7 separate regions of the Mus musculus genome follow, and all the other regions are linked to region 5. Evidence: chromatin contacts called from public ChIA-PET, Hi-C, HiChIP or PLAC-seq and promoter capture Hi-C data. All regions are on one chromosome and are shown on one strand. The core of a region is the stretch at or near the end of the contact, and the rest is flanking DNA. Distances in the headings are between cores, read along the strand shown.

Region 1 (3,651 bases), core at 346-2,845, 850 kb before region 5:
ATCACCTAGGCTGGCTAGCTCTTCTACCTCTGGTTTCTTCCTGCCCTGTATTTTCCCCCAATGGGAGCCCTGACAGAGCCTGTGACAGCCATAACCAGTGTGTCTCAGGCAATTGCCCTGGGGTAACTACAGAGCATCTGCTCTCTACATCTTCCCCAGCCACCTCTTGCCTGGTTAGGGAGCGGGCAGTGGGCACATACTGAGGCTGGCCAAGGAGGCAGAGTAAGGGAATGACCAGGGAGGTACCCAGCTTGGGGGGGGGGGTGCAGCTAAAGCAGATGCCTCTTAGCACTTCCTGCCATTCTCTCCATTTCCTGTGGCCCAGAATTTGATGAGATGGTAGGGAATTATGCCAAGTCAGCAGTCTTTCTCTGGACCATCTACCCCCTCCCTGAAGTACACAACGGAAATTTGGGGGCCTCCCCCCAAGTAAGTGACTTCCCCTTTCTCTGGGGTGTTTAACCTCAAATCCAGGAGGTCAGTCTTCCCTGTGGACATCTCTCTCAGATATTGGTCTTCTTAATGCTGAGATGCCTACTTTCTCATACTCTAAGGGCAGTGGGAGTGGTGGGGTTGATCCCATGTTTTGCAGAAGTCACTGCTCATAATCAGGCCCTTATTCTTGGTCCTCTCCGGCTTGAGGCACATAGCCCCTACCTATTCTTTAGCTCTTGCTCCTTTGGAACTCAAGCATTCACCCCATGTCCTCTTGGGGGTGTTGGGTCACAACAGGAAGTGGATTTTGCTATAGACCAAAAAAGAGAACTCTGGTATCAGTGGAAGGAAGGAGCTTCGATTGCACAGAGAACATCCGGGGAGAGGATGTGTGTCCAGGGGAGATACTACCTCTCCCCTCCACCCCCAGGAGAGGAATACAGTCCAATTTCAGCGAGGGTCCCTACACACTCTTCTCTCTCAAGAAGAAGCTGTTGCTCCTAGCAACCTAGAAGGCAGAAGTTTGGTAGCAGAGCTATCGGGCCCTTGGGACAGGTGGGAGCAATCAGACTGTGGGGTATTGGGCAGGAGGCTTTCCATTGGTTGGGCACGAGTCTAGGGGAATCCCTTCCCAGCATCCAGTCTCCCAGCACACAACCCCTCGGGGCCGGCCACCTGCTCCTCCTTCCTCCGCCCTTGCATCACAGCCTGCACAGAGAACCCAGTAGTCCGACTCCTACATCTCTGCGAGAACCCAGGCGTGGGTTTCCCGATCCCCATCAGGTCTTGCTTTTTGCAGGAGCCCTAGCACGCACGCTCCACTCCAATATCTCAAGGACCAAGGCTTGCGGCCCCGGACCGCTACCCTCTAGGGACCCAGGCGTCCGGCCCCGGGGTTTCTTCCCCGGTGTCCTTGTCTGTGGATCAACCTGGCACACCCCACGAGCAGCCGCCCATGCCCCGCGGCACGGCCCCACCTCCCTTACCTGGTCCCGGGTTTTTCTCCCATGGTGCGCGCGCGCTCGCCGCCCTCCGCCCGCCGGGTTCGCGGCTCGCTCGCAGCCTCCTCGCCTGCTGCCAGGTCCCCGCTCCTCCCCGCGCCACTGCGCACGCGCGTCCTCACTCTTTCTCCTCCTTCCCCTCCCCTCGCGGTCTGGGTCTCGGGGAGCCGGGGCCAGCTGCGTCAGCCGGATCCCGCGCGCCGCGGCGCAGCCCGCCCTCCTCGAGCTGGCTCCGCCCCACGCCTCCGCCCTCCGTTTCCCTCGGGGAAGCCTCCCCGCGCCGTCCCTACTCCCGATCTCCCCGCCCCTCCTCAAGCTTTTAGAACTAGATTGGGCCCCTTTAAAAGCAGGCGGCCGCCTTCGAGGAGATTAGAAGCAGCTGATTGGCCGTTGGTATCCGTAGCCCTGCAGGGATACCTCCCCTTTGTTTGCTTTCACTGTAGTGGAGGAGGGACGGGATCGAGGGGGCGGTGGGAATGAGCTCAAGTGCTGTCTAGTTCTGAGGGCCAAGGGCTGCCCACGTGGATGCACCGTATCAGTTGCGTGATGATGCTTGCTTTGGGACGCGCTGCTCATCCCTGAGCTTGCAGCCTCGTTTGGCCTGCCTTTCCCGCGTTCTTGTGGTCTTCAGCTCCCCCTGGTGTATCGTCTTTGATTTTTTTTTTTTTTTTTTTTTTTTTTTTTTTTTTTGTGCAGGGTCAAACATTAAAACATTTTTCAGACCTTGTCATCTCGACTGTCTATCCTAGCTATCATTCACCCACTCCATCCATCTCTTATTTTCTTCATCCTTCCCTCCCTCTCCATTTCGTGTTAGTCATTGTGCCAAGCCATCGGGACCAAACATGAATTATCATGGCCTAACTTTCCTGGGATCTTTGAGACATAGGAACAGGTATTATATTATGCTCCCAGGAATGCTATAATAGAGGTATGACTCAGAACATCAAGCAACTAAAAGCCCAAAAGCCTTTGCTTGGCCAGCGTGGGGGAGGAGGGAGTGCAGTCACTCACTCCATTGGATGGGAAATTTGAGGACAGACATTCTGAAGGATGGGCAGAAGTGGGGAAAGGACATTCTTTATAGACGAGTGCTTGTGGGTTAGATGGCAGGAGGCAGAGAGCTGCAGACTGTGGAAGGAAGAGACTGCGGAAGGCTTTGTATAGCAGGTGAAAGAAAGAGCCTGAGGATCTGTAGTGTTTATCTAATTTAATGTAATGTAATTTTCTGCTAAGGCCTCACGCATGCTTGGTAAGGACTCACCACTAAGCTCTGTCTTTAATCGCAGCCCAGCAATGATTTGATTGGATTTTGTTTTTCACCAGAGGAATGTCGAGATGGGATTTCTCTTTTCCGGTAACACAGAGCATAGCAAGACCGCTAGAAGATAAGCTAGTCAAGGGAAAACGATGAACAGGGAGTGGAGGGGGAACAGAGGGGCCATATTAGAGGTTCGTTGCTGGGGCAACATTGACTGGGTTTGGCAGAGGGTGAAAAGGGTGACTGACAGAGACAGGTTTTTCTCCTCTTCGGTCTCTTCCTTCTACTCTTACCCATTTCCCCTCAGTGGAATACCTTCATGCCTCTCTCTCCACTTTTCTCCATTTGAAAAACAATGTACACGAGAAAAAAAAATCTCAGATCATCTTTAATTTTTAAACATAGACCTTGTTTAACACCTGCTTACCCCTCCCCCGTTCTATTGTCACATTTTAAGTCTGCTCTTTCATTGTTACAATGTGTTACACTTTATGTGTCTGAGTGCTAGCCTGCATGTAAGCATGGTCATCACCATTTGTGTGCACAGTGCCTATGGAGGTATCAGATCCCCTGGAACTAGAGTTACAGGCAGTTATAAACCTCCACGTGGGTGCTAGAAAGTGAACCCAGATCCTCTGTGAGAACAAAAAGTGCTCTTAACCACTGAGCCATCTCTTCAGCCCCAATATGATTCTTTGAGACAAGGTCTCACTCTATAGCCCTGGGTGGCCTGGAACTCACAGGGGTCCCCCTGCCTCTGCCTCCTGAAGCAACACAGTCAGCTTAAATGTACTCGAGTTCTTAACAGTAAGCTTTTTGACTCATGAATTTATTCAGATTTGACCCTTGCTAAAGATCATGTTCAGAGGTAAGGCAGTCTATAGCTAAAGTGGAATTTGGGGGCAAGGGTCGTAGTTTAGTTGTCAGGGTGCTCGCCTAGCAATCATAAAACCC
Region 2 (3,393 bases), core at 835-3,334, 960 kb before region 5:
GCCCAGGTTTTACAGTAAGACCCTGTTTTGTTTTGTTGTTAAGAATAAAAACAGGTGGGCTAGAGAGATGGCTCAGCAGTTAAGAGCACTGACTGCTCTTCCAGAGATCCTGAGTTCAAATCCCAGCAACCACATGGTGGCTCACAACCATCCCTAATGAGATCTGAAGCCCTCTTCTGGAGTGTCTGAAGACAGCTACAGTGTACTTACATATAATAAATAAATCTTTAATTAAAAAATAAAAACAGGAGGGAGAGAGAAGGATCCACCCAGGCATCCAGGACCTTACCATGGCGTGGTAATTGCGATAGAAAGACATGGTCAGGAGGCGGTTGAGGTAATTTTCCAAGTATTTCTGAAGGGAGACGGAAAAGAAACAGATGTAGCCAGAACCTTTTGCATACTGCACACCTTGCTACAGGACCTGCTGCATACCTGTTTGCTGGCTGTGTGTCTGGCAGAGCCCTCAGAACCTCCTCGGGGTAGGGAGGGTATATCCTCGGCGGCTGCCTCTCGGGCTGGAGAATGGGTCACAGCAAAGCTACAGAGATGAGAGAAGACTCAAGAAGGAGCTGGAGACGGGGCCTTGGAGGAAGAAAGGCTAGCAGAAGAAAGAAAGAAAGAAGAAAGGCAGAAGAAAGAAAGGGTCTCTGTCCTGGGAATGGAGACAACTGGGAGGAGGGGGTTGCTAAGGACAATTCTGGGCATCCAGCCTGGCTAAAATATTGGCACAGTACTATGGAGGAGATCCAAGCAGGGAAAGTTTCCTGGGAACCAGGGACAAGGGAGGGGGCACGGCACAGAGCTGAGGAAGGAAAATGCCCAGGGGATAAGAGTCAGACAGACAGGAGTGAGTGAGGCTGCCATGGGGTGAGAAGTACCTGCCTTTCACGGGAAGCAACCGAGTTCTACTCACCGAGCCAAAGGGAGCAGACTCATCAAGACTTTGTGTCTCTGGAGGTCCCGATGCAGCTCCTGAAAGTGTCGGAACTTCTTCTTGGTTGTCCAGGTAAAGTCACCATGCGTCAAGCGAACAGAATATAGAGTACAGGTTCCCACCTGGGGATATGAAAATCTAAAATATGTCTTCTGGCCCAACCCAGGCCTCCACTTGGGCCAGGACTCCCTCTCTCGCCTTCCCTGGTATCCGCTGGTGACTGACCTTGGATCCGCTGGTGTATCTTTCGGTGCCCACCACCTGGGCTATAACAGGGACCCCAGGGGCGAACACCAAGGGGTGTGCTTTCAGAGGCTGAAGGTCATAGATGGCCAGATAGGGATGCATTCGATCAGCTGGGAGGGGAAAAAAGCAAAACAAAAACAAAACAACCCAAGGGTGTAAAGATCTCAGGAGGCCTCAGATCCCTATCTCCCCTCTCTGGGAGCCATCTCCCTCTATACCTGGATCCTCTCCTTCCCTCAGAGTGTCAACCTCATCTGGCTCCATGTGCAACTGGCTGGAGTTCAGATAGTCCCCATAGGGAAAGAGGTTCTTCTGGGTTACAGTCATCCTAGGAATATGAGGAAGCCTCAGGAAGGGACTCGCCCTACAGAAACACCCCTTCCCCATCCAACGCCCCCGGTCGGTCCTCTCCCGTCTTACTCAGTGACTCTCAACGTCTAGGGTTGTAGACCGACGCCCCTCTAACACCCACCCCTGCAACCTCCATTCCCTCCCCCAGCCTTCAACCAGAGCCTCTCAGCCCCGCTTCTCATTCCAAATTCAGGTCCAAAAAAGCACCTAGCTAAGGTGGGATGGCCTCGAACTGGGGCGAGGTTAAGTCCAAGGGAGGAGCCCTGGTGACAGCGAGGCTCGAAGTCAGGTCAGACTGGCTGGAAGCAAGGGTCCGGGCGGGAATGAGGAAGTTGCGCGCTCCCCGCCCAGGAGAGAGATCCCGAAATCTGGACGAGCGGCTGAGTCAGAAGGCCGTTGCAGCTCCAGCCCGACAGCGTCCCCGCCCGGTTCCCGGGGCTCCGGACCTCAGCCGCGCCACGTCCCGGGCCCCCGCACCCTGGATGCGGACCCCGGCGCCCGTGCGGGTTCGCAAGCAGGCAGAACTCAGCCAGGAGCCTACACCCCAGAGGGCCGGGGCGGGGCCGGGGTTCAGAGCCTGCCCTCGGGGGGCGGGAAGGCCCCCAGGGCTCACCTCCACGACTGTCGCGTCGACTGGGTCCCGCCCCCGCCGTCCTCTGCCCGCCCTGCGTTAGAGACGCCCGGGCCCGGGCCGCCCACTCCGGAGGCCGCCCACTCCCCAGGGCTGTCTTCTTCCTCCAGCTGCCCTCGGGGCACCTGCTGGCTATGTCCAGCACCCCCCAGTGTGCGATCCACGTAGTGCACATTCCTCTACTGCGCGCGCGCGCGCGCGCGGCCATTGGGTAGTCTGGTCCCCAGCACTGCCTGGAATCCGGGCAGAACGGCCTGGGTTGCGAGGACCTGCAGATGTCCCCTTGGTGGGCCCGGTACAGATAGCCTTTGTTGATGGAAGGTAATAAGAGCATAAAAAGCCGAGTGACTGCCAAGTTCGTTGCTGTATGAGAAATCGCATTCTTCATTCTTGAAACGCTCTTTTAACGCAGGAGTGATTAGCCCGACACTGAGCGACAATAACAGACCAATTTCGGAACCTGGAACCTAATCGCCTGTAAATTTCAGTCTGGAAAAAACTTTTTTTCCCCAGATCCTAAAGGCTGTCCTTTTTTTCCCTTCCAAATTTCCGCTGAATCATCATTTGAATTGTTTTAGGTTTTGTTCACTGGAAATGAACCTCCAATAAACATTTATGTGCCAGTCATTTTTGTGGACTTATTATTTTAATTCCTCTTCTGTAAACAACTAGAGTGGAACTACTGGGTCATATAAGTGTATGTTTAACTTACTGTTTGCTGTCGAGGTCTGGGCTTGGCAGTTTGTAGCTCAGCAGCACAGAGAATTGGAGAGAGTATTGTGAAGCTTGGGCATTGAGACCAGCTGAGGCTACACAGCAAAACACTGCTGAAAAAACAAACCCCGGGGCTGGAGAGATGGCTCTGTGCATGAGCTGAGGACCTGAGTCTGATTCCTAGCACCCACATGGCTGCTCACCAAGCAGTCCCCAGGGGATCTGATGTTCTCTTCTTGCCTCTGTGGCCACTGCACACACAAAACATTTATACACACAAAGCCAAAATAGAGAAAACAATTAAATACAAAAACTTTCCAAAATGGCTCTTCTATTTTATATTTCTAAAAACCAGTGTATGGTACTTCTGTTGTAGCTGCTCCATAGCACGGTGCACATTCAATTCCATAGATCCTTCCTGTTATCCATTAGAGTGGTCTGAAAGGTTTACCACTGCAGTCTTAATTGTACATCTCTGAATATTAACAGCGTTAACTGTATTTCCTATTGTCTT
Region 3 (3,551 bases), core at 315-2,814, 680 kb after region 5:
AGAACCAGAACTGCCGAATCATTCATACACTGTGCACCTCCAGCAGACCCACACGTCCCCTTTTTGGGGTGGGAATGGGGTTACTGGGACTCAAATCCAGGACCTGTATATACAAGGTAAGCACTATGTGAACAGTGAGCTAAATCCCCAACCTTTTCATCTTCACAGACTGGAAACAAACCAGGCCAATCACCTATAGCAAAGAAAGGCTTTCTAAATAACAGACAAATCAAGACTGTTGCCATCCTATAGCTGTTTTCAACCCATGTCGATCCTCCCAAAGAAGTGTTTCATTTTATTAAGTATTCTTAAAAAGTGTTAAGATGTGCCAGTCTCGAAGTGCACACCCTTTATCCTAGGGCTCTATCTTATCTCTTTTCCAGGTCAGCCAAGGGCTACCTACACAAAGAAACCCACCCTGCGTTCTTTTAAAGACTTCCAGAACTTACCAATCACTAGCTATAAATTACAGCTACAGATAATCTCTCCCCAATAGAGCTAATAGAACCCCACACAAAGACATTAGCAAACCGCTGAGGCAGGACCAAAAAGCACACTGCTTTCCAGTTCTTTTGATGCAAAGCAACCCTTTCATACATCAAATGCAGGTTTTCTCACCCCCCCCCGCGCCCCCCAAATAATCGTAAAATTCCATTCAGCTTCGCCTCGCCAAGCAAGGACACATACCTGAACTTCGTCATCCTTCCGAATGGGCATAGACCGAACGTTATACTTCTGTCTCAGCTCTTTGGAAAGAGGGGAAGACATGATCTTCCTCCGAATGTGAGAGGGCGCATTGAAATGCCGTTTGCGGTTCTTGCTTCGGTCAGAAGTCACGAAGGGATTGAACTTCATTTTGGCTTAAAAACAAACAAAAAAAACAAAAACAAAAACCAGAAGACCCTTTAACGTTTCAAGTCTCAACCAGTTCCCTAAACAGCATCAACTCCACTCTGAAAGCACACAACGTTCACTGGAAGGTATCATGCTCGGTTACTCCAGACCTTCCCATCTGAGGGTTTTTTCGTCTTTAAAGACTGAAAACAAGATGAAGACTCTGCCATTAGTAACACCTATCCTACTTTTAAACTTGACTTTCCAACTTCAGCATCCCGGGAGGGTCCTACACAGCGTCGGTCTTTACCTTCTCATTTACCGCTTCTGGTGCTCTGCATTTTGCCCCCCACTTGAGCATGGAAGCAAGGGCGGATCTCCAAGCCCTCCCAACTGGCGAGAGGGCAACCGCACGGCTGACCCGGGGCTTATGATTATTTAACTCCATCTCCATGGGCCCCGCCGGCCTTCGAGTCCACGAACCTGGTCCCCTTAACCCTCTCCAGCCCCGCGGGCCCTGGCTAGGAAAGACACGGACCGAGCCCGCCCCAGTTCGGCTCCCTGGCTGATGCCGGGCCAGCAAGGCCGTCTCGGGGCCTCGGGACAGAAAAGCCTCCTCGCCTCGCCGCGGATGGCTGCGGATTACCAGCGACAACCCGCCGAGAACTCACCGGCTGCGATCCACCGATGGCCGCAAAAGGAAAGAGAACTACACGCGACTTCCGGTTCTGTAAGTTGCCGCGAGATCTCGCGAGAGTCTCGGAGCGAAAGGGGAGAGGAGGTTGGGAGAAAAGAAGAAACTAGGAATGGGAGTTTAGCGACATCTAGCGGCTCGGAGGGGGACTGCGAGGGGTCCTGACGTCATCCCTCGGAGGTGTGCGTGGTAGGCTTAGTCCTCTGGGGAAGGCAGTGCTCCTGGGATGAAGAGGGTTGCTTAGGGACGGTAGGCCGGCGTGAGAGGACCTGGGGGACCTCACCCTTTCATTCCTGGGCTCCGGGCGAAGCGCAAGACCTACTTTTAGGCGCCGAGTGGCTCTGGGACCTTGGCCAGACGGTTACCTCGGTGACTTGACCCATAGGAGTTAGTTCTTATAATTAGCCCCAGCCGGCCGCCCCCACATCTGGGTAGACTACTCTGGGTCCTTCTGCGAAATTGAGACCATCCCTCACCTGGACGGAAATAGGTCTTGGCCCCCTGATGATGCCAAGTTGCCGGTTCAAATCACACTTAAACAAACAGACCCGAGGCCAGATCCCCCGGAGCTCCCGGGGACTGGACCACCAACAAAAGATTACAGGCTCCGGTCACAAACGGGGCAGAGGATGACCTTGTTGGACATTAGTGAGAGGGGCGGCCCTTGGGCCTGAGGGTGTTCCATGCCCCAGTGTAGGGGAATGCCAGGGCGGGAAGACGGGAGTGGGTGGATGGGTGGGGGAGGTAAGGACAGAGGGGATGGGATAGGGGAGTTCCGAAGGGGAGACCTGGAAAGGGGAAAACATTTGAAATGTAAATAAAGAAAATATCCAATTTAAAAAAAAAAAAAAGGAAAAGCCGGCATTGGTGGCGCCTGCCTTTAATCTCAGTACTTGGGAGGCGAGGCAGGCGGATATCTGAGTTCGAGGCCAGCCTGGTCTACAGAGTGAGTTCCAGGACAGCCAAGGCTACACAGAGAAACCCTGTCTCGAAAAACTGAAAACATGAAAAGAGAAAAAGAACGGAAGAAAGAAAGAACGGAAGAAAGAAAGAAAGAAAGAAAGAAAGAGAGAAAGAGAGAAAGAGAGAAAGAGAGAGAGAGAGAGAAAGAAAGAGAGAAAGAGAGAAAGAGAGAGAGAGAGAAAGAAAGAAAGAAAGAAAGAAAGGAAGAAAGAAAAGAAAGAGACACGGGGTGGGGGGACACTCTCATCGCAGACAGGTGTACCCTTTAAAACTATGACCTCAACCCCCTCCTGAGAGTTCTCGGTTCCAGATCTGATGGAGGTAGGTCAAGGGGATCCGATTCTCTGCAAATGGGTTCGGAGGCATCGGTTTCTGTAGATAATATAGCCGTCATGCTAACAGGAGGCACATACTGTCTTAAGATACAGGGAGCTTACGGAACACTAGGCAGGACACACTCTTCTATACCCTTTCACATCACTAACGTCTTTAGGCTGATGCAGGTGTACTGTCCTCAGTTTACAGAGTGGATAACTGAGGTACGGAGCAGTGACAGGAAGGTGCAAAGGGACACAGGACCTATGACTTCTAGAGAAGTTTAGAACCTATGAGGCTGGCTCTCCGGGTCCCCCTAGAAACGATATGACTCGATATCAGAGCTACACAGAGAAATCCTGTCTTGGGAAACTCGATATGACAGTTCCTACAAACTGTCAAGTTGAAGAGCGAGAAATCATACCTTTGAGGGTTCAAAATAGAGTCATCAGTATTCATGATTTTAAAATAGTGTGTTGTCAAATATTCTGTAAGAGAAAGAGCCCCAATTTTATATGTCACTGAAAAATTGAAAGCTGGGTTTGCTGGTGCACACCTTTAATTCCAACGTTTGGGAGGCAGAGGAAGGGGGGTGGTCTCTGAGTTTGAGGCCAGTCTGGTCTACAGAGTGAGTTTCAGGACAGTCGGGGCTACACAGAGAAACCCTGTCTTGAAAAACAAGAACAAAACCAAGACAAAAAAAGAAAGAAAGAAAAGATAAAGAAAAGGAAAAATTGAATAAAAC
Region 4 (3,272 bases), core at 480-2,979, 630 kb before region 5:
TATCCGCCCCCGATCAAGGCGGTGCCCAAAGCAAAGACTGAAAAGGCCCGGCGCTTGAACAGACCTAGGCCAAGGGCAGCTAGGGGGGTGCGAGGTGGGGCCAGCGGGTCACCAGAGAGAGCTAAAGGTCTTAGCAAGGCGCCACAGGGTGTGAGGTGAAGGGTGACAGCGCCAAGGAGGAGCAAGGCACCCCGCCAGCCGAAAGTATCAAGGAGGAACTGCAAGGCAGGTGCCAGGAGCAGCGAGGATGCCCCATTACCGGTGAGCGCCAACCCTACCGCCAAGACCCGACGGCGGGAGAAGTACCGAGAGAGGGTACCCAGGGCTGGGGCAAACACCAGGGCCCAGCCAGAGCCTGCAAATGGATAGGACAGGATGAGGGTACAGGCATGGCTTTGCAAACATTCTTTAGCCCCTCTTCTCCTCTGCACGCTCACGCGGACACACACACACACACCGCCTTGTACAGTCCCCTATCCTATAAGAAGTTCCTGTCCCCATTATCACCCCTTAAACATACAGCCACCCCACTCTTCTTACCAGCGAGGAGGCCCAGGCCGAGGTAGAGGTGCAGGAGGCTTCGGGCGAAAGCCGAGAAGACCAAGCCAAGCGAGGTTAGGACTCCCCCAACCATCACCACGGGGCGTGCCCCCCAGCGAGTGCTCAGGGCGCTGCCCACTGGGCCTAGAAGGGGGCGGAGTCAACGAAGACATGCCCCGGGACCCCCAAACTATCCGAAACATTTCTCATTGGCTGTTTTGCCTGGCCTGGTAACTCCTCCCATTGACCTCAAGACCCACTCTTCTAGAATTTGGTTCCACCAGTAACTCTCAGGTTGTCTGGTAATCAAGTCTGCTGTCTCCCATCACTACATCCACGGCCTCTCCACCCGGTGCCCGCCTCCCACCTCGGGGGGCCCCCCTCACTGGCTGCCTGCTGCACGGCCAAGGCCAGGGCGCTGACCCACGCAGTGTCCTGGGCGCTTCGTTCAAAGTGCTCCGCGAGGTCGGGGAGGGCAAGGCCCAGGGAGCGTAAGAGCCCGTAGGAGAGCCCGTTCACGGCGAATGCTGCGGCCGCCACCACCCAGCCCCAGCCCCCGTCCGGGGGTCCGGCCGGCTTGGGGGTCATCGCCGTCTGCTGGGGTGGGGAAACACCTGTGAATGAAGTCTCCACGCCTGGGCCTCCGCTAGGGAGCTGACGTCCCTGAGATCCAGCCTCGGGCTGCTCGCCCAGGGAGGGCACGTCGCCCGGAGCATGGGCGCGGGAACCAGGCCTAGGGATAGAAGTCCTAGGTGCGCGTGAGGTCCTGGGATGGAGGGGCAGCAGGATCCCCCAGGCCAGGGGCTCATCCTTCCCAAACCCTCTTTCTCTTACCCGACCTCTCCCGGCGTTGGGGGTAGGGAAAGGGCGAAGGTGGGTTCGGCCGGATTTTCTCCGCGCTTTCCGCAGAAAGGGTTCTGCGGAGCAGCTAGCCAGCACAGAGATGGAGCCCAACTTGGACCGCTCTCTCCAGTAAACAGAGATCACCACAGGGGCCCAAGCCACCTGGGACACGGGGTGGGGGTGGGGGTGAATACCGAGGGCGGGGGAAAGAGAGACAGCCAATCCACCCAGGCCTGGCTAAGGCCTGACGCCGAGTCCCACGAGGATTGAATTATCCACACACGAGCCCCAGCCCTGGTTGGGGAACCGCGAGGAGTGAGCGTACCTGGTGGCCGCGCCCCGCCTCTCCCCGCGCCTCTCACGCCGCGGGGCTCACACCCACGCACCTGCTGCGCACGCAAGAAGAGCCCGGTTGCACTCTTCGCCCGGCCAACTGCCCACGCATGAAAATAGCAGTGGTCTCCAAAACCTAAATGAGTTCTTGGATTCTCGGATTTGTTGTTGAGGATCCTGTAAAGCTCCAACATCAAATCACTCAAATCACTGGCCTCCAATGGACAACACCAGCATGCCCTCACTAGAAAGGAAGGCGAGTTCTCGGTACCAAGACCTGTGATGTTCCAGGCAGTCTTTACATACTTGGCCATTTCATCCTTACAATATCCCTATGAAGATGGCACTATCCCCATTTTACAAATGTAATAGCTGACCCCTAACCCACCCCAAAGCGTTCAGCTAAAAAAAAAAAAAAAATTGAACTTAGGTTTATACTATCGTGGGAGGATACAGGGAGAACAGACCTAGGAGTGACACAGAGATTGGGGACAGTTGAGGGAAAGAGCTTGGAGAGACAGATTGATGTGAACTGTAGTGGAAAGGACAGAATTCATGCAGAGCCACAGTGTGAGGGTGGCTGGGAATAGCTGAAAGGCTTGGGCAAGATTTTTTTTTTTTTAAGGAAGAATTCAGAGAAATAAACCCAGGTGTTTTTCTTGAAGATTTTAACGAGCAACCTTCTTTAGCAGTCACTATTGCTTTACTTCCGCCATTTGATTCATTTGGTTTAATCATTAAACAATGCCATTGAAATTTCAGCGATTTGCAGGTTGGAGCTTATATCAACCCGTAGCCACGGGATGGCGGTGTTTCCTAATTGATGAGAAAGTATCAGCCTAGAAAGGGAAGAAACGTAGCTGAGAAGTCGTGAAACTGGAAGACTAAAGAGAGTAGACAGACTTTCAGAAGCACATCACTGTGTTTGGGGAAGGCCTCACAACCATTAAAGGAGAGCCAGGCTACCTTCCCATCCCACACTCCCACCCCAGGGAATCAGCGTCCTCCCTCCTCAGTAAGTCTACCCTTTTCTCAGTTCTGGGTTTTCACATAAATGGTTTTTCTGCTGAAATGTCCTAGAACAGAAGACCATGAAGGTGTGAGGCCCTGCCACAGACACCTTAGGAAAGTGGCCTCACTGCATTCACCAGCCAGGAGCTGTCTGTGAAAGCCACCGGAGTGGTGGCGCCTGCAGGTACTCAGCCACCAAGGAGGCAGGGAACAGCTGGCTGGTTTCTTGAGAAGGCCAGTAAGAAGTCTGCTCTCTGTAAGTGGAACCCGGCCAGCCCAAAGGAATGGCTCTCTCCGTGATGAAATAGAAATACAGCCAGAGAGGAGACTATTTCTGGGTTGTACCAAATAATGCTGTGTACTTTGGCAGAATGCAAAATCCGGAGCCTAGGGTGATTGGTTGTGAAAGGGCATGTTCCTCGTCTTCCTCATGCTCATAGCCAGAGCCAATGTGTGTTGTCCATGGAGTTAATGAACATTGGAAAAGTGGACCCCCTACCTAGAACCCCAAGAAGACTTACTAAGCTTGACTCTCGCTTCGCTAT
Region 5 (3,576 bases), core at 34-2,533:
ATTGAAGTGGCGGGGACAGGCATAGCCCACGCCCAGGCAGAGTCCCGCCACCTCCCGCTGGGAAGAACCGGATGGTGCGGGCTGACTGCACTTAGGACCGCCGGGCGCCCGGGGCCCAAGCCCGCCCCTTCCGCTTTCAGGACGCGCGGAATGCGTTAAGCAAGGGAATGGCTCACCCTAAAACCGGATACTCGGTAATTTGCTTTTCCGGCAGGAAGAAACGACCTATCGGCGCACTCTTTTAAATAAACACCTCCTCCTTTGCAAAAGCAATAACCAAGTAATCCAGAAAAATAAGATGTCGAGGACAGCAGTTTTCCTCCTCAAACCACAGAACCAGCCTAGAATCCATTTCTCCCCTTTCGCTACTCCCCCGTCGCCGGGCGAGCAGTGATCTGCTCCGAAAACAAGAAACCGGAAATGCTCCTGCAAGCGGCAGAAACGTAAAGGAGCCAAACAATAACAGGGCCGGCGGGCCTTTCAGACCAAGAGGCTGAGTCGGGCCCCGAGGGCAAATACTTCTGGCTAGCACCGCTAGTGCTTCAGGCTTTTCTTGGATTTTCTTCATCTAGCAGGGTCGAGAAGCGGCTGGAAAAAAAAAGAAATCACTCCAGGGACAAAGGTCCGGAAGTTGCGGGACCTTAGCAGCTAAGGCTCCCCGGATCACCCCGATCTCATCCAGGAACGGAACCCAGGGTTTCATTAGGATGCTATGGGGGGTCTTAAGTCTTAAGCTATGAATCTCGAAAAATCTTAAATCCTGGTGCTTTGTGCATGTTATTTCCGGAGCTTCCATCACCTAGCAGCGGGCAGATAAGTGTGTACAACGCGTAGCGGAGAGAAAACCCCTTAGGCCATCTCAGTGGTCCCTATATGCTCTACTTTGCAGGTGCATGACAGTGAGGCTCGTCGGTCCTAACATCATCATCATCAGCTACCCTCACTACAGCATCTGACATATACACTCCCGTTCATCCCGCCCGCCAAGCTTCCATTCCGCCCATCTCCATCGCGCTGAGTCCCCCCACTGCCCCACCCCCAAACCCCACGGTTTTCTCTAGTTTTATGGATGCAAACGGAGAGAGCCAGTGACCGAGAGGTCTCGTCACGCTCATCAATTACTTACCCAGTCTTCGGAGAAGCGTGACACCCTGCTGGGAAGGAGGAGGATGAGGGCCTGAATGCTAGGTGCCCCCTAACTGTAGTCGCTACCTACAGCCAGGATGGTCCCAATGAACTGAAGCTACAGAACTTTAGCCAGGGTGAGCACGTGGGAGGGGAAAGTCCCAATCCCAGCAACCCCCGCGAGACTCCTGGCACAAAGCTGGATAGTCGCCATAACAAGTAAGGGCAAGTCCTTCCGTGGGTTGAGGGCAAGAAATGGAGGCGGGGACTTGCAGAGTCAGGATTCTCCCTGAGATGTTGCCCTCAGCAGGAACGCTTTGTGAAAAGTCGTCTAAGATATAGAGCTGTGAGGGCAAAATGGGTGGAAACCGATTCGGAGGACTCCTGCCTCTGTGTCAAGTATAAAGAGTGGAAAGAATTAAGTTTTTATCGTAAGTGGACCGCCACTGTTCTGAGCTCTGTGCTCTTTCCTATCCAGCTAGATAGTCATAGCCATCTTTTTGGATTTTTAAGACAGAGTCTTTGTAGCCAAGGCTGGCCTGGAATTCGCGGCCGTCTTCCTGCTTTAGGCCTTCCAAGTACAGGGATGAACCAACACGGGCCCCTAAGTTCTTTTTCCCCTCATTAGCTAAAATGTCACTTTAGAAAGGCTTTTCATAGTATCTCAATCTAACGTGTTCTCCGAGATACTTGGTATCGCACCACCGTGTTTAATTTCCTGTACAGTCCTTATCACTCTCTGTAAAGACTGTTTTCACAGCCTTTAATTGCACAGCAACGAAAACTTTATGGAGATTAAGAACTAGAAAACATTGCTATTTTTTTCCCAATGCCTTGTATAGTCCTGGGTTAGGCAGTAAGAACTTGATAATAAATGTCGAATGAATGAAGGGAGGGCGGGGGAGAAAGGGAAAGAGAGGAACAAGAAGGGGGGAGAGATGGGGAGAAAGGAAACCTGAGGTTACGGGATTCAAAACAAGATAGTCAAGAGGGGCAAAAACTGTAGAAATTATGCGCCCTCTGCAGGCCAGGGAGGATAGGCGCTTTAAGAATTACCCCCAGGGGACGGTAGGGGGCGCTCGTGTAGTTTTCGCCAAGGCCCAGAGTTCAGACTACAACTCCCAGAAACCTCTAGGAATTCTCCAGCGCTTGAGGTGTAGGCAAAGTCGTTCCTTCCCGCCTTCCCGCTCGGAATCGGAGGAGGATGCGGAGAGCCTATCGGAAGGTGGCCCGACTCCCGCGAGAGCAAGAAGCCCTGGCGGCGCCTAGCGACCCTAGGCGCTTGGCTTTGGACACTCGTTCCCTGGTGATTGCTTTAGGTTCGGCTTACATTTTCCGGAAGAGGAAAGCGGACTCCGGTCTCTGAGCATCCCTGGGAACGGTAATGCACTCTAGCCTCGGCAGCTGGTAGCCGGCTCAGCGAGACTTGCCCGACCTCTGCCTTCCGGGGGCTTACTCTACAGAATGAAGACGTCGGAGGAGCGACTCTTAGCTCCGGATAGCCTCCCTCCTGACCTGGCCCCAGCTCCGGTACCCCAAGGTTCCCCAGCGGAGAAAAATACAGACTTTGAACCGGTGCCTCCGCCATGCGGTGGTGATGACCAACCCCAGCTAGCCACAGATCCCGTGGCTAGCTTGGTTGTGTCCCAGGAGCTTCAACAAGGGGACTCTGTACCTCTGGAAGTAGAATTTAATACTTCCAGTGAGTTGAGTCCTGGAATCGAGGAGCAAGATGTTTCTGAACATGCGAGTCTTCCCGGAGAAGAAACGAATCTCCCCGAGTTGGAGTCAGGAGAAGCCACGGAAGGTGTGTCTGAGGAACGCGCTGAAGTGGATGAGGGGGACACGTAAGTGACACTGGAATCTGAGGAGCCTGGACCTGTGAGAACGACAGCCACCGGTCCTCAGCACCATTTTATTTCCATTTTGCTCTGACGACCCACGTTTGCTGTTTCTCCATCTCCTTTCCAGCTTTTGGACCTACAGCTTCTCGCAGGTACCCCGATACCTCAGTGGTTCCTGGTCCGAGTTCAGCACCCGCTCCGAGAACTTCTTGAAAGGTTGCAAGTGGTAAGTACGATGGGCAAGGAGATGGCCATCTTCAGGAGTTTCCCCTTAAAACTTAACCACACATACTTGGCCCCTTTCGGTGGGACGACAGTCTTGTAATCTCAACTGTTGGGAAATGGAGGCCTGGTTTGTCCACAGAGTGAGACCCTGTCTTAAAATAAAAACAGTAACAAAGTTGGGCGCATGCCTTTAATCTCAGCACTCTGGGGGAAGAAGCAGGCAGATGTGTGAGTTCCAGGCAAACATGGACCATGGGTCCAGTTCTAGGACAGCCAGGGCTACTTAGAGAATCTGTCTTGAGGGAAAGCAAAACAAAACAAAAGCTAAAATCAACCCCAGGGTTTCTAGAAGTTGCTAGGGAGCAATAGACTACGGGTGATA
Region 6 (3,370 bases), core at 427-2,926, 560 kb after region 5:
AGACTTTGGCTTTTGCCGTTGGTTGTTCGAGGGGAAAAGGGAAACTAAGGACATTTACCGAATCAAATGAAACAGGTCTGTATTTTGGATAACCCCAAGATTCATTTTGTATAATGTAAGCCTAACACTATACCCTCAAATACTTGAATTGCCTACGTTTGCTGTGGTGGTTGTTGTTTTTAAAACAGGGTTTCACCATGGAGTCTTGCTACCCTGTAACTTGCTATATACACCAGGCCTGCCTGCCTGTGCCTCCCAACTGCTGGGATTAAAGGCTTGGACCACCACACCCGACTGCATCGTCTACCTTGAACGAACGACCTTTAAAAGAGGACTGTTGCTCAAGGATCTCTCCTTTAGCTGAGAGTTCTCTCTCCTGAGAGCTGGTCTCATCACTCTGCCCAGCACTGCAGCACAAATGTCCTCTTTAAAACCACTCCAGCACTAAAGCCATGTTCACTGATCAGCCAGCTAGCTTGAATCCTTGGCTACTCCTTAACTGGCTCCCTGTCATTTACAATATCCACCCCTTTAAATTCTAATGTCTTACTCCTTTGGGTTTGTTTGTTCTTCAAGACAGGGTTTCTCATCATAGCGCTGGCTGTCATGGAACTCACTATGTAGACTGGCCTCGAACTCACAAGAGATCTGTCTGCCTCTCAGTGCTGGGATTAAAGGTGTAAACCACCATGCTTGGCCTTCTCTTTACCTCTGGTACCCCAACACTAACACTGCTGTAGTGGAAGAAGATACCATAGACTCTGTTTTCAACCATGGTCTTTCAGCTCAACCGTCCACAGTACACTTCAGTAAAGTAAGACCCAAATCTCAAACAACCACTCCTTTGTCCAAAAAGGGCCACCAAGTGCGAGACATGTAGAGGCTAGCCCAGTGAATTACATAGCAAGCACCAGGTGATGTTAACGTGACGCTGTCATAAAAAGACCACTAACAACTACCAAGAAGTTGTTGCTTAGCAAGTCAAGACAGTTCACTATTCCTTCTGACCCCTCCACCTCCACCCAATGGCATTTAGCTTTTCAAACGATATTTGCTTTAACTCTTGCTTAGCAAAATGGCTTCTGCTGCCTAGTACCGTTTTCTGATGCTTTCCCGCTTAGCTAACCGGGGTACCCATCCAAGGACTGGGGCGTTTCTCCTTTCCCAAACCAGCTAAATCAGAGGGCCCCTGTAACCACAACAACCAGCAAGGCTAATCTCCCACAGAGCGTAAACCTTCGACAGTGGGCGGAGACGTATTCCAGGCTAGGTCGACCCTGGAACAAAGGGCCGGAAAAGCCTCCGCTCCCCAGGCCAAGACCATGGGCAATGGATGGAAGGAGTATAGGAAGAAAAGAAATTCAGGACAAGAAGGGAAAACAAAACAAAAAACCCACGAGAATCACACAAACAGCACTCACGGAGGTAGGTGGTTGTGCTCGGCAAGCAGCCATGATGAGCCAAACCCCTACCCTGAAGAACGCGCGAACTCCGGGCGCAAGTGCTCACGGGAGGGAACCTGTGACGTCAGGGAGCAGCACTGCCTCTTCCCTCTGCATCCACCAGGGTACTGGGGCGTCAGGGACCTTTTGCGGTGAACTTGCCGTAAGGAGCCTACTGGCCTTAAATTTGCAGCGACCCTTCCGCTTCTGACTCCTAAAGGCGGGAATTACAGATGTGCGTCACCAGATCTGGCCTGTTTTCCTTCTATAGTGACGGCGCGTCCGGATCCTAGTGTTTCACGTGGGGTGGGGCGGGCGGGAGACCGCTCGAGCGCACAGTCACTTGGCTCATAACACCTAAAATTTTCAGTCTCCCTGATCTTGTCAAGCAGAGATGTGCAATTTAAAAGTAGCCACAGACTAGATGGGATATCGCATGTGCCTTTAATCCCAGCAATCCGGGTGCAGAGGCAGGGGGATCTCTGCGAGTTTTGAGTTTCAGCCTAACCTGCTCTTCATAGTGAATTTCAGGCCAGCCAGAACTACGAAGTGAGGACAAAAAAGGGAGCCACGGGACACCATTAGCATATGTGATATGTGCAGTGGACTTAAGCCACTGCTGCATTTAGCAAGTCTTTTTAAATTTGTTTTTTACTCTAATGTCTAGAACTAATTTTTGCTAAAGAATTTGGTGGCCATATGTGACTCAATTCATGAAAGCCTTTGCTTTTCCTAATTCAGTCAGTCAGGCAATCAAGAGCTCAGTACTGGCGGAGGAAACAGAATTCATCTATGTGGCAGGCACATAGGATCGGGGTATATTCATTGAAGAAAACAAAACAAAAACCCTCTTGTTCTGAGGCAAGGAGATTGACGGGAAAACAGGCAAAATATATGGAGAAGAAAGAAAGAAAGAAAGAAAGAAAGAAAGAAAGGAAGGAAGGAAGGAAGGAAGGAAGGAAGGAAGGAAGGAAGAAAGAAAGGAAGGAAGAAAGGAAGAAGAAAGGAAGAAAAAGCAAAGCGAGGAGATTGTCTGGCATTCCAGTTCCAGGAGACCTGGCGCTACCTTTGTTGTTGTTGTTGTTGTTTTGTTTTGTTTTGTTTTGTTTTTTTGTCTTTCGAGACAGGGTCTCTCTATTGCCCTGGCTGTCCTGGAACTCACTTTGTAGACCAGGCTGGCCTCGAACTCAGAAATCCACCTGCCTCTGCCTCCCGAGTATTGGGATTAAAGGTGGCCCGGCTCTGGCGCTACCTTTTGAGTAACTGCACACGTGGTACACATACATTCATGCAAGCAAAACACTCAAACACATAAAAAGCAAGATAGAAAAGGAACCATGTGGCAGTGCAGTAATCCCAGCATTCAGGAGGCAGGAGAATCTTCCTGAGTTTAAAGCAGCCAGGGTTACATTAAAAAAAAAAAAAAAAAAAACAACCAACAAAGTAGCCAGTCAGTAGTGGCGCATGTCTTTAACCCCAGCAGAGGCAGAGGCAGAGGCAGGTGGATTTCTGAGTTCCAGGCCAGCCTGGTCTACAGAGTGAGTCCCAGGACATCCAGGGCTATACAGAGAAACCCTGTTTGGAAACAAACAAACAAAAGAAAAACAACAAAGTATTACACCTGCAAATTACTGTATCCCTTCATTCAGCTTCACTTTTGATGCAAACAACTCCTTCTGTCATGAAATATGCACTGTGGTGATGAAAGAGAAGTTGGGGCAAAAGCCCCACCCTAGTAGCCGTGTCTCAACTAAAGATTTTGTAGCACAAGAGAGTCTCTGTTTAAGGGGTTTTATTAGTTTCTTTTAAGACATTCTTCAAGCAGGCCTGTTGATCCTGACATTCAAATTTACTGAAGGGAGGAAAGACTCAACTTCATAAGGAAGGAAAAAAGAAAATGATAAATAAACACCCAGTGTCTACTTAAA
Region 7 (3,516 bases), core at 1,013-3,512, 870 kb before region 5:
CAGGTTTCAGATATTGTTCAAGACTCTAAAGGACTCACATGGTGGCCCACAACCATCCGCAACTCCGGTTCCTGGGGACTTGACAACCCCCTCTGACCTCCACAGACACCATTTATATACGTGGTACACATATACATACAATAACAAAACCATTGTTCATACACATAAAATAAATCTTGGCAAATGTTTTTTTAGAATTAGTGACTTCTGCAGACTCTGGGTCTTTGTCCCTTCAGAACTGCTGATGGTGCCCCCTGGCCATAAGTCTCTCTTGAGACTCCATCAGCTGTTCTCCAACCCCACACTGAAGCCTGGGCTTTCTCACTCCCCTCCTCACAGCCGCCACGCTGATGCTATATAGACTGGGCTGATGCTGTGTAGACAGGACTCGAGTCCTCAGTCTCTTGGAGCCTCATACATATGAGAGAGAGAGCGAGAGAGAGACTCTTAGCTTTATAAAAAAATACAGCTTTTATTATTAAAACACTTAGTTCCTGTTTTGTTTCTTCCAATGAGGAACATAACTTCCCCTTTTGAAGGAGGGTCCCTCTATGTACTTAGCCCAGGTTGGTCTCAAACTACAGCAATCTTCCCACCTCTACTTCCCAAGTACCGGGCCTACAGGTGTGAGCCACTGTGTGTGCTTATAAGAACACATTTATTTTTATTGGGCCAAGTCTTCTGAAACTCCAGGGCAGGGTGCACATGAGGAAGTGGGTTGGGAGTTGACCTCTGACCTCTGTCTGATCTTGCATAGTGGAAAACAGGGCCGTCTTGCTGGAAGAGTCAGAAGAGATGTGTGTACACTGGGGCTTTGGATTCTTCAGTTCTCCTTTCTGCCTTGTGGTCCTCGTCTGCCCTGACCAGTAGGGCACGTGTATGATGCACTGCTCCCCATCCTACGGTCTCTGGTGCAGGGCACACTCTGGATCATCCGAACTCAGTTCTCCAGCATCTGCTCACAGGTTCTCGCCACATCACTAATCTTGAGGCGGGCGTAGTCTACTCGCTTTAGAGCCATTTGACAGTCCTTCCTGGAAGAGTAGCTGGAGCCCTCATGCGGCTGCCCTGTGGCCACCTACAAGTCAGATCAATCAATGGGGTACTGCCTCTCTTTACCACCCACAACCGGGCAGTATTATTTCTCTGGTCTCACATCTTTCCCAAGTTTGATCTACATTAGTTGACTGGTAACTCAGTGTTCTAAGGCAACAACAACAACAACAAAAAAAAAAAAAAAAGAAAAAGCTTAACCACTGTGTGAACCTCATCTATGAAATAGGGACCACAGCGAATACTTCCTAGAGTTTTAGGATATGCCCAGCACACCACAGATGTCAGTAAACAGTAGCAGCTGGAGTAAAGACTCTGGAAGCCTCTTAGCGATGTCTGTCTTCTTAGTCCCCAAGCAAATATGGCCTCACAAGTTTCTGGGAACAACGTTCGGTAGCTTCAGTATTTATTTATTTATTTATTTTTATTTATTTATTTCAGTACCTGGGCCTCTTTATGGTAGGTAAGTGCTCTAACACAGAGCTCCAACTCTCTTTCTGACCTACTGGGTCTGAATTGCCCAGACAAGTTTTGAACTTGTGATCTTCCAGCCTCAGGCACTTAAGTAGCTCAGAATACCGGCCTGTGCCAGCTGGTATGCCTAGGGTATTGTTTATACACCCTAGACATTTTTAATCCTTTCCTTTTAGAGGACTAAACCAGCCCTGAAATGAAAGTACCTATCGCGTAAGAGGCAGTCTTACCTAGCTAAAGCTCAGGGAATCCCCAAGGCTAGGGCGTTGGTTCAGAGCTGGGGTCCCCGCCCAGCACCTTCTAGACACACCCACCTGAGTGAGGTAGCGGATTTGAGCGGATAGCTCTGCCTCCACGTGCTGCACAGAAGTGGTGAAGGCTGCCGCCTGCCGGTCGAGGAGCCGCTCGTTAGTCTTTTCCTTGGACAGTTCCAGGATCGCCGTTCCTGCCAGGGCGGGGAGAGGGCGATGTCAGACCCAGGCTTCAGACTCAGCCCCGCCCTAAGGCTAGCATTCAGGTCCCGCCCCAACTGCACGCAGAGTCCCGGGCTGGTCTTCACCCCTTGCCGTCTGCCCCTCGCTTCCCGAACCTGCGTTCTGGAGGATGGCGCCGATTTCACGCTCGATATCCTCCAGGGCGCGCAGCCGCTCGTTCGCCAGACTGTAGGTAGCCATCGTTCCAGTGGAAAGCCCCACAGGCCGTCTTTTGCGAGGTGTGGCGCCACAGCCCGGAAATGCCTGTTAATGTGCGCCTGCGCAGAGGCCACTGCAGCGAACACTACAATTCCCAGGATGCTCAGCGCGGCCTCGCCCTTCCGAGTCTACCTGGTCTAGTCTGACTGCCAGGGCGCTAATGCCAGGCCAGACAGGGGTGGAAAGAGGCGGTTATTGACTTGTTTTCTGACAGGATCTCAGTTTAGACCAAGTTGGCCTGGAACTCATAGAGATCCTCTGGTGTAATAGGTCTGTCAAAAATGAAGATAGTTTAAAGAGATACTTGTATCTCTTCAGTCTTGACTATCAGAACTTGTCTTCCAGAAAGAGATTTTACACAGTTCTAACAACTTGTCAGACCACTTTACAGGATGAGACTGAAGCCCAGATAATGAATAGTCAGTGATGGGTGTGACCACACACCTTGACTGAGGGTGGGGGTGCGGGTGGGGGTGGGGTACTTAGATGTGCACAACCTTGCTCTATTTAAACTTTGATGTTGCGTTAGCACCCTGAAGACTGACTTGAGGGGGCTTGCCGGATCTCTTTGTCACTCTTCCCAATGTGGCCACATTGGATACGTCTCCTTTTTTAACTTTCCATTTTTAATTGGCTTATTAAAGAAGGGTGGCCAGACATGACTTGGGCACTAGTCTTCCCCTCACCCCCTTCCCCACAAATTGAGTATCACTGCCTCTGCCTCCCTAAATACTGGGATTAAAGATATGAGCCACCACTGAAACAGCCCTGTGGCCCAAAGCCACTCAGACCTCTCTGATTTAGTTAACTGTCTGACTTACTGAATTTATAAGAATTTATTATTAAGCATTGGCCCTGGGCCAGGTGATGACAGTGGGAGTTCAAGTGGGTTCCTCCATACTGGGTAGTCATGGGCTCTTTGGTGGCCAACCTCTCCCAAGGAAAGCATGACATTCTCCGTGCCTAAGGCTTCTTCCTGATCCTGAGCCCAGCTCATTCTCATGTCCTGGTTCCTTCCCTCGACCTTTCTGTCTTTGATTATCAATTAGGTGTGCTAGGCTCTATGGATATAGAGATAAATGAAATGTTCTCTCACTCAATGGTGTTTGTTAGCTTATTTTATTTTATTTGGTTTTTTTGAGACAAGGTTTCTCTTTGTAGCCCTGGTTGTCTTGGAACTTGCTCTGTAGGTCAGGCTGTCCTCGAACTCACCAAGATCCGCCTGCCTCTGTCTCCTGAGTACTGGGATTAAAGGTGTGCATCACCACTGCCCACCAAGATTTATTTATTTAATTTG

The links. Promoter capture Hi-C pulls out the DNA fragments that hold promoters and counts their contacts. Hi-C and Micro-C count contacts between places; a contact is called where the count stands out from the background. ChIA-PET counts read pairs in DNA pulled down with a chosen protein or histone mark. HiChIP or PLAC-seq counts read pairs in DNA pulled down with a chosen protein or histone mark.
Region 1: a contact with region 5 is called in an RNA polymerase II ChIA-PET map of memory CD8 T cells, with 9 read pairs. The contact joins the promoter of Arrb2 here to the promoter of Trp53 in region 5. A contact is called at or near these places in 2 of 115 datasets of contacts at active chromatin or transcription factors (memory CD8 T cells and microglia).
Region 2: a promoter capture Hi-C map of liver shows a contact between it and region 5, with 4 times the contacts expected there. The contact joins the promoter of Pld2 here to the promoter of Trp53 in region 5. A contact is called at or near these places in 3 of 39 promoter capture datasets (liver and pre-B cells).
Region 3: a promoter capture Hi-C map of pre-B cells shows a contact between it and region 5, with 4 times the contacts expected there. The contact joins the promoter of Rpl26 here to the promoter of Trp53 in region 5. A contact is called at or near these places in 3 of 39 promoter capture datasets (the C10 cell line, liver and pre-B cells), 1 of 115 datasets of contacts at active chromatin or transcription factors (memory CD8 T cells) and 1 of 9 other capture datasets (pancreatic islet).
Region 4: an H3K27ac HiChIP or PLAC-seq map of large pre-B cells shows a contact between it and region 5, with 2.1 times the contacts expected there. The contact joins the promoter of Slc16a11 here to the promoter of Trp53 in region 5. A contact is called at or near these places in 2 of 39 promoter capture datasets (liver and pre-B cells) and 3 of 115 datasets of contacts at active chromatin or transcription factors (large pre-B cells, microglia and pancreatic cancer cells).
Region 6: a Hi-C map of regulatory T cells shows a contact between it and region 5, with 7 times the contacts expected there. The contact joins the promoter of Ctc1 here to the promoter of Trp53 in region 5. A contact is called at or near these places in 2 of 39 promoter capture datasets (the C10 cell line and pre-B cells), 1 of 484 Hi-C or Micro-C datasets (regulatory T cells) and 1 of 9 other capture datasets (adipose tissue).
Region 7: a contact with region 5 is called in a promoter capture Hi-C map of liver, with 5 times the contacts expected there. The contact joins the promoter of Med11 here to the promoter of Trp53 in region 5. A contact is called at or near these places in 1 of 39 promoter capture datasets (liver) and 1 of 115 datasets of contacts at active chromatin or transcription factors (pancreatic cancer cells).

What each region holds. Positions count from the first base shown.
Region 1 is chr11:70,430,524-70,434,174 of GRCm38.p6, reverse strand. Arrb2 (arrestin, beta 2) reads right to left here and starts at 1,595. Exons shown (of 15, transcript NM_145429.5): 1 at 1,422-1,595. The coding sequence starts at 1,444.
Region 2 is chr11:70,538,963-70,542,355 of GRCm38.p6, reverse strand. Pld2 (phospholipase D2) reads right to left here and starts at 2,084. Exons shown (of 25, transcript NM_008876.3): 1 at 1,742-2,084; 2 at 1,402-1,511; 3 at 1,163-1,293; 4 at 917-1,059; 5 at 436-541; 6 at 290-355. The coding sequence starts at 1,510.
Region 3 is chr11:68,899,579-68,903,129 of GRCm38.p6, reverse strand. Rpl26 (ribosomal protein L26) reads right to left here and starts at 1,564. Exons shown (of 4, transcript NM_009080.2): 1 at 1,506-1,564; 2 at 688-860. The coding sequence starts at 855.
Region 4 is chr11:70,212,367-70,215,638 of GRCm38.p6, reverse strand. It overlaps Slc16a11 (solute carrier family 16 (monocarboxylic acid transporters), member 11), which reads right to left and starts at 1,729. Exons shown (of 5, transcript NM_153081.3): 1 at 1,375-1,729; 2 at 927-1,137; 3 at 541-684; 4 at 1-355. The coding sequence starts at 1,128.
Region 5 is chr11:69,578,066-69,581,641 of GRCm38.p6, reverse strand. It overlaps Trp53 (transformation related protein 53), which reads right to left and starts at 1,283. Exons shown (of 11, transcript NM_011640.3): 1 at 1,127-1,283. Wrap53 (WD repeat containing, antisense to Trp53) reads left to right here and starts at 2,393. Exons shown (of 10, transcript NM_144824.3): 1 at 2,393-2,972; 2 at 3,097-3,195. The coding sequence starts at 2,590.
Region 6 is chr11:69,014,217-69,017,586 of GRCm38.p6, reverse strand. Ctc1 (CTS telomere maintenance complex component 1) reads right to left here and starts at 1,676. Exons shown (of 23, transcript NM_001013256.2): 1 at 1,422-1,676. The coding sequence starts at 1,454.
Region 7 is chr11:70,450,664-70,454,179 of GRCm38.p6, reverse strand. Med11 (mediator complex subunit 11) reads right to left here and starts at 2,262. Exons shown (of 3, transcript NM_025397.3): 1 at 2,117-2,262; 2 at 1,842-1,972; 3 at 448-1,078. The coding sequence starts at 2,201. The coding sequence ends at 941.